Linked DNA regions of Sus scrofa: region 1 is linked to region 2. A link is a contact called in public Hi-C data. All regions are on one chromosome and are shown on one strand. The core of a region is the stretch at or near the end of the contact, and the rest is flanking DNA. Distances in the headings are between cores, read along the strand shown.

Evidence for each region. A called contact is a pair of places that touch in the nucleus more often than the background predicts.
Region 1: a Hi-C map of liver shows a contact between it and region 2, with 1.8 times the contacts expected there. A contact is called at or near these places in 4 of 47 Hi-C or Micro-C datasets (embryonic fibroblasts, liver and skeletal muscle).

Annotation. Positions count from the first base shown.
Region 1 is chr5:14,331,056-14,335,822 of Sscrofa11.1, forward strand. All of the region lies in intron 2 of LOC106507478 (a long non-coding RNA gene), which reads right to left. Among named protein-coding and RNA genes, the nearest start is that of NUAK1, 240 kb to the left of the region's middle.
Region 2 is chr5:14,226,618-14,231,854 of Sscrofa11.1, forward strand. LOC110260653 (a long non-coding RNA gene) reads left to right here and starts at 274. Exons shown (of 2, transcript XR_002343922.1): 1 at 274-784.

The DNA.
Region 1 (4,767 bases), core at 1,781-4,280, 100 kb after region 2:
CTAATGAGCACAAGGGCCCTCAAGTCAACAGGGCCAACTCTTCCCAGGCTGTGGAAACAGTACCTGGGCCTGGGCCTGGCTGGGGCGCAGTGGAAGCTCATTGAATGAATATAGGAAGAAGGTCTAGGAACCCGGTTGTGGTAGGCTGAACATCAGTTCCCAACAATGTCCCTTAACCCCTAGGCCAGTGGGGAACTCTCACCACGTCCCCATTCGAATCCCCAGACCCTGAGAATATTACTTTATGTAATAAAGGGAACTTTGATAAGGTTAAGGATCTTGAGGTGGGGAGATTATTCTAGATTATCTGTGGGGGTCTAATGTTATCATAAATCCTTGTAAGAGGGAGCCGGGAGGGTCAGAGTCAGAGGAGATGTGCTGATGGAAGAAGAGAGAGAGATGTGACCAGGAGCTGGGGAACGCAGGTAACTTCTAGAAGTTGGAGGAGGCGAGGAATAGAGTCTTCCCTGGAGCTTCCAGAATGAACCAGCCCTGGCTGTAAGTTTGATTTTGGACTTCCAGCCTCCAGAACTGTTAAGAGTCATTTGTATTGCGTTAAGCCACTGCATTTGCAGTAATTTGTTAGCAGCAACAAAAGAATATACCGGTGTTCAATGACAGGGGAAAAGGTGACCAGAGGCCTGAGTGGGTCCCCCCATGAAGGGGTGACAGCTGCTAGGCCTCTCAGGGAGGCCCAGCCAGGGGCCAGCTCCACAGGTTAGGAAGGGAGGAAGCCCAAGTTTCAGGAGGTGAGGGCTCCCAGTTCCCTGCGTCCCCAAGCCAAGGGCCCCCTGGGAGGAGAGGTAAGTCTGTGGACATCCCAGGAGTGGCCTGGAGAACAGGCCTGGGACACACAGATGCTCAGAGCAGGGCCACTTATTTCTGGAGAACAGGAAAGGCTGGACCACCTGATGAAGTACACTGAACTCCACGTGGGATGCGCGTGGGAACAGCACAGGACGAAGCCCACACAGTCCTACTAAGCGAGGGCCTCATCCCATACAGTTAATGCAGAGCAGACCTTTATAGACAGGGGGGCTCAGTCTCCAGAGCTGGAGACCTGGCTTCTGATGCTGGCTTTGCTCACTGCCCATGTGACCTTGGGCTGCTCACTGCCCACATGACCTCGGGCTAATCCCCTTCAAGCCTCAGTCTCCTCTTCTGTAAAATAGGGCTAGTAAAAGTAGCAGTAGTAGTAATAAGTACAGACACTATTGAGCACATACTGCATGCTCCGACTTTTCTATGCATATTCCACGTACTATTTTATTGAGATTCTATGTAAGGACAGCCCTCGGGGTGGGTTCTAATATCATCCCCATTTTAAAGACAGCAGGGTTCATCGAAGAGGGCTGAGTCAGGAGGACTCAATGAGTTACCGTCTATAAAGATCTAAATGCATACAATTAGGTCCACGTTAAAATAACCCCTCCCTCTCTCTCCTTCCCACCCCCTCCCCCCTTCCCTGTCCTTTCATTCTCCATCAGGAGTCAGCCTTGCCCAGACCAGATTCCTCCATTCTTCTGCGAGGGGACAAGCCTGAGCTCCTCCTAGGGCTGTGATGAGCTGACCCACTGATGTTTTGCAGCCTTGGTTCACCTCTTGGCGTCTGGCTCCGCACGGGCACGTGGTGGGAGCCGGGGCAGCACGTCTGGGCTGCACTGTCCGTGGCGTGTAAGTGGCCCCTGAAGCTCTTTCTCAAATGTGCTTGCTTGTGCCCCTCGGATTGACCCATAAAACCCAAGCCTCTTTGGAACAACAAAGGCAGCGATCAAATTTGTTTTTCCTCTGGAGCCCGGCAAATGGCTTTTCAGTGTGTCTGTCCCAGGGGGCTTGGATGTCCAACACCACGTGGCTGTGACTGCAACTATGGAAGCCGGCTGGAGCTGCCCGGTGTTCCCGTGCTACTCTGCGCTCCCCGGGGAGCAAGCCGGCCACCTCTCAGGAGTGCCTGCCTTCTGAGCAAGGCGAGGTTCCAGCAAGCTGAATCGCAATTCCTTTTTGATGCCACCATAGCAGAGCCCTGTCCGGAAGCAACACTGGGCATACTGGGGGTTTTGGGGTTGTTGTTTTTGGTCTATTTAGGGCTGCACCCATGGCATATGGAAGTTCTCAACGAGGGGTCCAATCGGAGCTGCCGCTGCCGGCCATGGCCACAGCAATGCCAGATCTGAGCCATGTCTGTGACCTATACCACAGCTCACGGCAACGCCAGAGCAGGGCCAGGGATCGAACCTGCATCCTCATGGATACTAGTCGGGTTCTTTACTGCTGAGCCACCATGGGAACTCCAAGGGCGTACTGTTGATTGGAGCAAATACAATGGGCTGGTCAGCTTTCCAGGTCCCAGAGAACACTCCACACAAGGGTCTTGGCATTGGCTGGTTTCTCCTGAGTGGGGCCCAGGTGGCCCAGCCCCACGGCACTGTCCTCCCAAATCAGCAGGGCAGGCTTCACCTTCACCTTCTCAGATTGGGTTACACGCTGAGCATCTGTTTCCCAGGATTCGGGGTGAGATCCTTGTTAATGTGAATTCTTACAGGTTGACAGGATGGTGGGAGAAAAGCCACCACCTCGTTAGGGGTGCAGGTTAACTGGGGGTGATTGATTTTCCATAGCTCTGAGAAGGCCTACAAATCCTTTGTATAAACACCAGTTTGACAGTGGAAACCATTTTCCCTTCTTCCACTGAGGGCAGCAGACAGAGTAAATATTGACAGATAGTCAGGTTTACTTTCCTAAGAGGCCCGAGGCAGGTAGATGGGGCAGGGGAAAGGCTTTGGTTAAGTCATTAGCAACCAAGGGAAAGCCAGTCTCGCTGGGCCCCATCTTTGATGTGGTCTTTGGTGGGAGGGGGGCTTTTATGAGGCTGAGGTACTGAGCTGGAACTTTGTAAGGCAGGGGTGCTCCACCCTGACCGGGCCGCAAAGCCATCTGGGCCTTGACCCCCCACCCCCACCCCCAGGGATGCTGGAGGCCTGAGCCGGAGCCCTGGCATCCATTGTGTGTTTACAAAGCTCCTGGTGGCTTTGATGTCAGCATCAAAAGGCGGTGAGCCTCTCTTAAGAGAAAAATGTTTGAGCTCAGCCTGACCCTTGATCCCCAGTCATCTCCCAGATATGCTGCTGAGTCATGAGAGCGTGGGGACAGTCTAGATGACACAAGATGTCACCTTAAGCAAAAGCTTTCAAAACGTGCACCTTGGCCATTGCTTGGAAGAAAGCCTCATCAGGTAGATGCCCAAGGGGACGTCCAAAAACTCTCAGAATAAAACCCAAATCCTGCCAGGCCCCACCTGGTGTCCTGCCCCTCTGATGATCCGTCTTGCTTCACACTCCCTGGATCACTGGCCCTGAGAGCTCCTTTCTCCCCAGGGCTCCACACATCATGTCCCCCAGCCCCGTCCCCACCTGAACGCTCTGCTCATTTATCCTGCTCCCCTGCAGGGCCTTCTCTGAACCCTGCCCCACAAGGCGTGCCCTGGTACCCTCTCTCCTCTGTCGGTTTCTTTAATTATGAATGTGGTTGGCTTTTTTTGCTTTTTAGGGCCACACTCTAAGCATATGGAAGTTCCCAGGCTAGGGGCTGAACTGGAGCTACAGCTGGGGAGCTGCAGCCGCCGGCCTACACCACAGCCACAGCCTTCTGGGATCTGAGCCTCGTCTGCAATCTCCACCACAGCTCATGGCAACACCGGATCTGCAACCCACTAGGCAAGGTCAGGGATCCAACCTGCATCCTCATGCATACTGGTCGGATTCGTTTCCACTGCTCCACGAAGGTTGGTGGTTGGCTTTTTGTTTGCTTCCCTATCAGACCCTAAGGTCCATGAGAGAGGGGCATCATTCCTGCCACCGCAGTTGTACCCGCAGAGTCCCACACAGTCCCTGGTACACAGCACGTGCCCAGCAGGGGTTTGTTCCGTGACTGCGTGGATCCATGCAGAGCTGAATGCATCCATCTTCTGCCCTCAAGGAATCTAGACACCTGCAGCCCGATGCTTCAAGAAGCTGCTTTTCTAAGGAAGACACATGTAGGGGCTGAAGCCGGAGCCACCATTCCTTCCTTCCTTCGTAAATGGCCCTCAACGTCTCCCGGCACTTTTTCCCAGTTCAGTCAGTTCCCTCCGACCTCACTCTGGGCTCCCGCTCCTTGACCCTCACTCAGGCAAAGCTCTTGCTTCCTTGTTGAGGGAGAATCTTGGACTAGGGGAAAACATCCCTCCAGGCTGCTCCTTTTCTCCTTTCCATCAAATGCATCTTCGTGTGGGCTCATTCATCCTCTACCCTGCAGTCTCTCAGCAGGTAAGATGTCTCGTGCTGAGATGGGCACTAGATTGGGACAGAGTGGGGCGGGGACACCTTGAGGCCAGGAGGAAGCTGCTAAGCAAAGGACAGGCTCCAACCTTCCCAGTCACCTTCAGCAGCCTCAGCCTTCTGGATGCCCTCAGAGGGGACCAGGGGCTCCCAGACAGTAGCCACCATGGACCATCTCTTCTCACCAAGTCTCTCCTCCCAATACCCTCAGCACTAAGCCCACAGAATAAAGATGAAGGCAGGTTCACCTTCAAGCTCATTTGAGTCAGACTGAGCATCTCTTCTCAACCCAACATACAGAGACACACAGATACACACAGACACACACACACACACACGAACACACTCAGCTGGACCCCTCAAAAAATCAACAGGAAAAAGGGGGAGAGTTCATTTTATTGTTAGACTGAAAATTTAAAAATATAATTCGGCCAGCCAGAATGGCCATCAT
Region 2 (5,237 bases), core at 2,539-5,038:
GTCTATTTCCATGGATTCTCCTAGGGAGAAATTTGTAGTTTTTTTTTTTTTTGGTCTTTTTTGTTTTTTCTAGGCCCGCACCCTCGACCTATGGAGGTTCCCAGGCTAGGGGTCTAATCAGAGCTGTAGCCGCTGGCCTAGGCCAGAGCCACAGCAATGCCAGATCCGAGCCGCATCTGTGACCTACACCACAGCTCACAGCAACGCTGGATCCTCAACCCACTGAGCGAGGTCAGGGATCGAACCCGCAACCTTGTGGCTCCTAGTCGGATTCGTTAACCACTGAGCCACGACGGGAACTCCAAAATTTGTAGTTTTTAATCAAACCCTCAATGTGTTCTGCTATTTAAAATAGAAAAAAATCCTTGGTGGTCAGGGAGAGGATGTGAGAGAGAAAGGGACGGAGGGAGGTCAGCGGGGGGAGAGAGAGAGAGCACGGAAAGTGATTTCATAACAGTTATACAAGAAGTTGCTAGGAAACTATTCACTCAATTTGTGGATGATAAACATTTTCTTCTTAAGCCCAAATAAATAGACCTCATATCATTCCAGCCATGAGAACACAGCTGTTTTTGTGTTGAGAAGGAGCGGGGTTGGGTGGTGTGTGTGTGTGTGTGTGTGTGTAGGGAGGGATGGAGGGATGGGGGAAGGGAGGACGGGTGAAGCCGAGAAGAGGCATGTGACCTTCTTCCTGTCCTCGAGAAGGAGCTCAAATGTCCCTGCAGCCTGCTTCTGCGGATGCCCCAAGAGGATGGTCCTGGACGGCAGTGATGGGGGCCACAAGGTGACAAAACCTGTCCTTATTCACCCACTGGATGCTTGGGGTTTCTGCTTCTCTTCAAACTGCCAAATCTCACGAGGGATTCACGTCCCCTGAAAGGAGACATGATGGTGGAAGGGGCTGATTAGCTAGTTTGCTTCTGTGGTGGAGCTCTTTGAACTCTAGGGACTCATTCTGGGTACAGCTGTCCCATGTGGGTTATGGGGACAAGGGACCAGAATTCCTAGATTTTTAGGGTGTCCTGGTTTCAAATATTTGGCTTATTTTCTAGACCTTTCGGGCTTGGCTCCATCCATCCTTTTGAGGATCTGTCCCATGTTTCTTGGAAGATTTCTAGGAGCCAAGGAGCAGACCCCCCCCCTCCCCCAGCAGAAGACTCAAAGAGCGCTAGAGCCTCAGCTACGGGCTCCTCCTTCTCCCTGGAATCTTCCTCCACCCCTTTCCTCCTGCTGAACACCTTACTAGGTCTCTGCTCTTGCTTCTTCCAAGTGGGTCTTTCTTCTTTTCATGTCTTTTTTTTTCCTCCCCTCCTCCCTCCATCCTTCTTTCTTCCCCCCTCCCTCCATCTTTCTTTCTTCCTTTCTTTCTGCCTTTCTGCCTTCCTGCCTCTCCTCTCCGCATCTCTCTCCCTCCCTTCTCCCATCCCTCTCCATCTCTCTAATTCACTCTAACGCATTCGTGAAAGTCTAGCAGATGCCAGGCACTGGGGCTGGGTGTTGAGCGTTCAGAAGGGAGCAGCACAGGTACAATCTCTGCTATCGCAACCCCTGACACCTACAGGTTGCATGTAACAACTTGTTGTGGCCTCAGAGGTAGAGGGGATTGGAGAGGGGCAAGGCGAAGGTAGGGAGACCAGCTGGGAGGCTGTCACCATACAAAGAGAAACGAGAGGGACTGAGATGATGCAGTGGCAGTTCTCACTGTATGAATACGGAGGCACCCAGTCCATAAAAATGAGTGATTCCCTTGTCGTGGAGTTTACCTTGTATCAGTTTAAAACAACCCTCTTGGTCCTGTCCACAGTGCACTTTTGCTGGGCTTTCTGCATCATCCGGCAAGGCTGCTGGCCCCTCTCCTCCGTTCCCACCATCCCACATCATAGCACTTCTGAACCCCCGACCCTGTCCTGCTTTTCCTTTCTTCCCCCCCCCCAGCCAGTATCACCTTTTAATTTACCAAATAATGTATTCATTATTATTGTTTATTATCTGTCCCCCCTCTCCCCACTAGAATGGAAGCTCTGGGGGGCAGGGATCTTCATCTGCTGTGTTTCACTGCTGTATCCTGCCTAGGACAGTGCCTGGCCCATAGCAGGTGCTGAACCCCTATCTGAGAAATGAGTCATGAGGAACCATCCTTCTGTTCACCTTTGTCTTCATTTCAGTTCCTTTGCTCCTCATGTCCCCCTCTTATGATTAGAAGGATGCTGAGATAGATGTCCGCTCGACACTTCCTATTTGTCCTAGAAAATTATTATCAGAGTGTTGTTTTAATTTGAGACTTTAACACACTGGTCTTTTCTTTTAAACTACAGAGTCTTTCCAGAACTGGGCAGTTTTTCTTTCTGTTTGCTTTTCCTTTGATGGACAGAGGCTTAGCTTAGTCTAAAGTTTGCCAGCAGAGAGGGCTGGAGAAATAAACAGCTTTGGTGCCTTTTACTCTCCCGTGGATTCCAGGAGGTGTCCTTGGAGTATGTAAACCCCATCCTCAGGTTGCCCTTCTTCAAATGTGGATAAGCCTGAGCAAGACTGGTCCTCTGACTTAAAGGCACTTGGGACCTGCTCTTTGAGGACTGAAGGCCGTGAGAACTGACCACCTGCCCCCAGCCTTGCTCTTCCCTCTTGGCTGCATCCCTCTCACAATCCTGCTTCCTTTGATTTGCCGTGCACCCAAGTATCCCAAGATGGTATCGTGGTCTATGCTGGGAGTAGTGCCTTCTAGAAGGATCTATAGGTGAAGGAGCGAGAAGAAGATCAGGGCTCTGGCTGGCTCAGAAGACAGTTTCCCGGTTGCTGGGGCAAGAGCCTGTCTTTTTTGGATTCTGGTCCCATAGGGAGAAGCAGCATGAGTGGTATATAGAGTGTTGGCATCTGCTTTTTGGGGGTTCTGCTATTCTGGCTCAAGGTGGAGCCTGTGAAACAAAGCTCTAGATTGTACTTTGTAGTGGCCTCTCCTTCCATACCATGGATGGTGGGACGCCTCCTAGAAATCATGTGATTTACCATCTTTTGTTCACTCCATGGGGGATGAGTGTCTTTTGGTGCAGCTCCATGGGCATTTGAATAGGAGGCTTGGAGGGGGCTTATGTGTAAGGTCTCCACTGCTGTCATGGTAACCCAGACGCCACTTGGCTAATCCGTGGCTCATCCCTGTTTATTTTCCTTTGTCTTCCAGTACGGTTTTGATTGGCACACATGACATTTTACGATCTGGCTTCTCCTGGGCCACCTCTCATCTTCCCCTCTTCACAGAGCCTGCTGCCCCTATGAAAACCCCTGCAATTCCCTTCCATCACTGTTTTGTCTTGGCGACTGACTCTTTGAGGCTCAACTCAAATGTCACTTCCTTTCTGGAAGCCTTTTCTGAGCTTTTCAGTCAACATTTAATCATTGTTTTTGAAAAGGCTAGCTAATGAGTGCCTGCGATGTGGCAAGTCCTGGCTGGGTACTGGCAAAAAAAATGGGGAGTAGAGCAGATGTGGTCCCCACTCGTGGTCTAGTGCTGGGAATAGAAATGGAATACATCTTCATACTCATTAAAAGGGGGGGGGGCAGAGTGGGAATTCTTCCCCATGTCTGATGTTTCTTTCTACGTGGGAGAAGCTCTGCTAGAATTCCTGGCCTTTTGAATTTTTGAATTGGGGATCAGGACCTGGGAATGGGCCTCTCAGCCTTTTCTTCTTTCTTTCTCTGATACGTAATTCACTTGGCAGGAAGCAATTGAGGTTGTCGTGGCCAGGCCCCCACATGGGTCCAGGCGGGTTGTAGGTCATGGAAATCCAGCATTGCCTCTAACTGACAGGGTAGGTAAGTTGGCCTGATTCTGACGTTTAGCCTGACAAAGTCTATTTGCTTCTAGGCTGCAAGTCACATTCTCTAATATCAGCTTATTTTTAAATGTTATCTCTCCATGGATCCAGGGTCAGGGAAAAAGAACACAATTAGTTGGGCTCTATCAAACCTCAACAAGAGGATTAAGAGTAAAATTTTGAGCAGAATGTCTAGTTAATCCTCTCGAAGTACCTTTCTCAAATCTATGATGATATTATTTACATTGCTGTAATGATCCATATCTATTTGCCTTTTCCTCCTCTGGAGGGTGAGTCTTTGCTTTTGGTTGTGCAATTTGTGCTCCGGACAAAGGTGTCCGGTCTGGGGGACAAAATGGGTGTTAAAGTCCTGCCAGTGCTGTGCCGGTCAGTAGCTGTGTCTTTGTCTGGGGCCACATCAGCTCAGAGGGTGAGGCACCTTTTTTCAAATTTGCACAAAACCTCGCCATGTGCCGACAAAGCCCTATGTCCTTGTGTTTGATGAATGAATACGTGCCTACTCTTTAGATGGGCTGCACTTAAATGTAATCCTTCAGAAGGGAGGACTGGCATCCACTTTTAACTCATTTTTCATCATCTACTGTAAAAGACAAGAAGCCGATATATCATGCAGGGCCCAGGAAGAGTTGTGAAGGGGGAGTATATCTGCTTTGCCAGGTTACTCCCTTAATTTCCATTGTTATTATTTTATATTAGTATTATTGTTATTATTACATTTTAGAGTAGTGGGGAAAAAAAGCAATGGATTTAAAGGCAGGAAACCTAAAATCTGAACCTTAGACTCTTTGATTCTAAATGGAAATCCTGTAGATCTCAATGGTTTGTGGTAAGGACAACGCAAGACATTACACGTGAAAAAGTGTTGCACACCATAAATTCCTACAGGTGTTAGAGGTTATTCCTATTCCTATTCCCTGATGGCCTAAATTATCCTCAGAAGTGGTTGCCAGCTTAATTAATGTGTAAGACTTGCTCTGGCAATGTTGATTCTAATGATAACAACATAACACGCTTATTTCTAGAAAACACCTAGAGCCATCTCTTTGAATTATTTATTTTCCAACAGGTTTTTATTGGTCTTGCAATGTAATTTGAAGGGGTCTGAGCCTACCTGCTAACGAGCATTCCATTTAGCATCTGCATGTCTTACTCTGCACATATGTCTGCTTCTCTTTCTGTGGTTTAGCAGTTGGTTAAAGAGCTGATTTCAAACAGATTCTTCTTGACGAAGCCATTCTGCTCATCAATGAGACTTTGCCCCATCTCACACTTTTTCTAACCAGATGAATTCTAACAGATCCGGAGAATCTTTCCAATGTCCTTCTGTATTAAAGTCCTTCGAGAGTGTAACCCTGATGATTTTGTTGAAAAGGGCGGAAAACCCCCAGTTGATCCAGCAGATGGTAG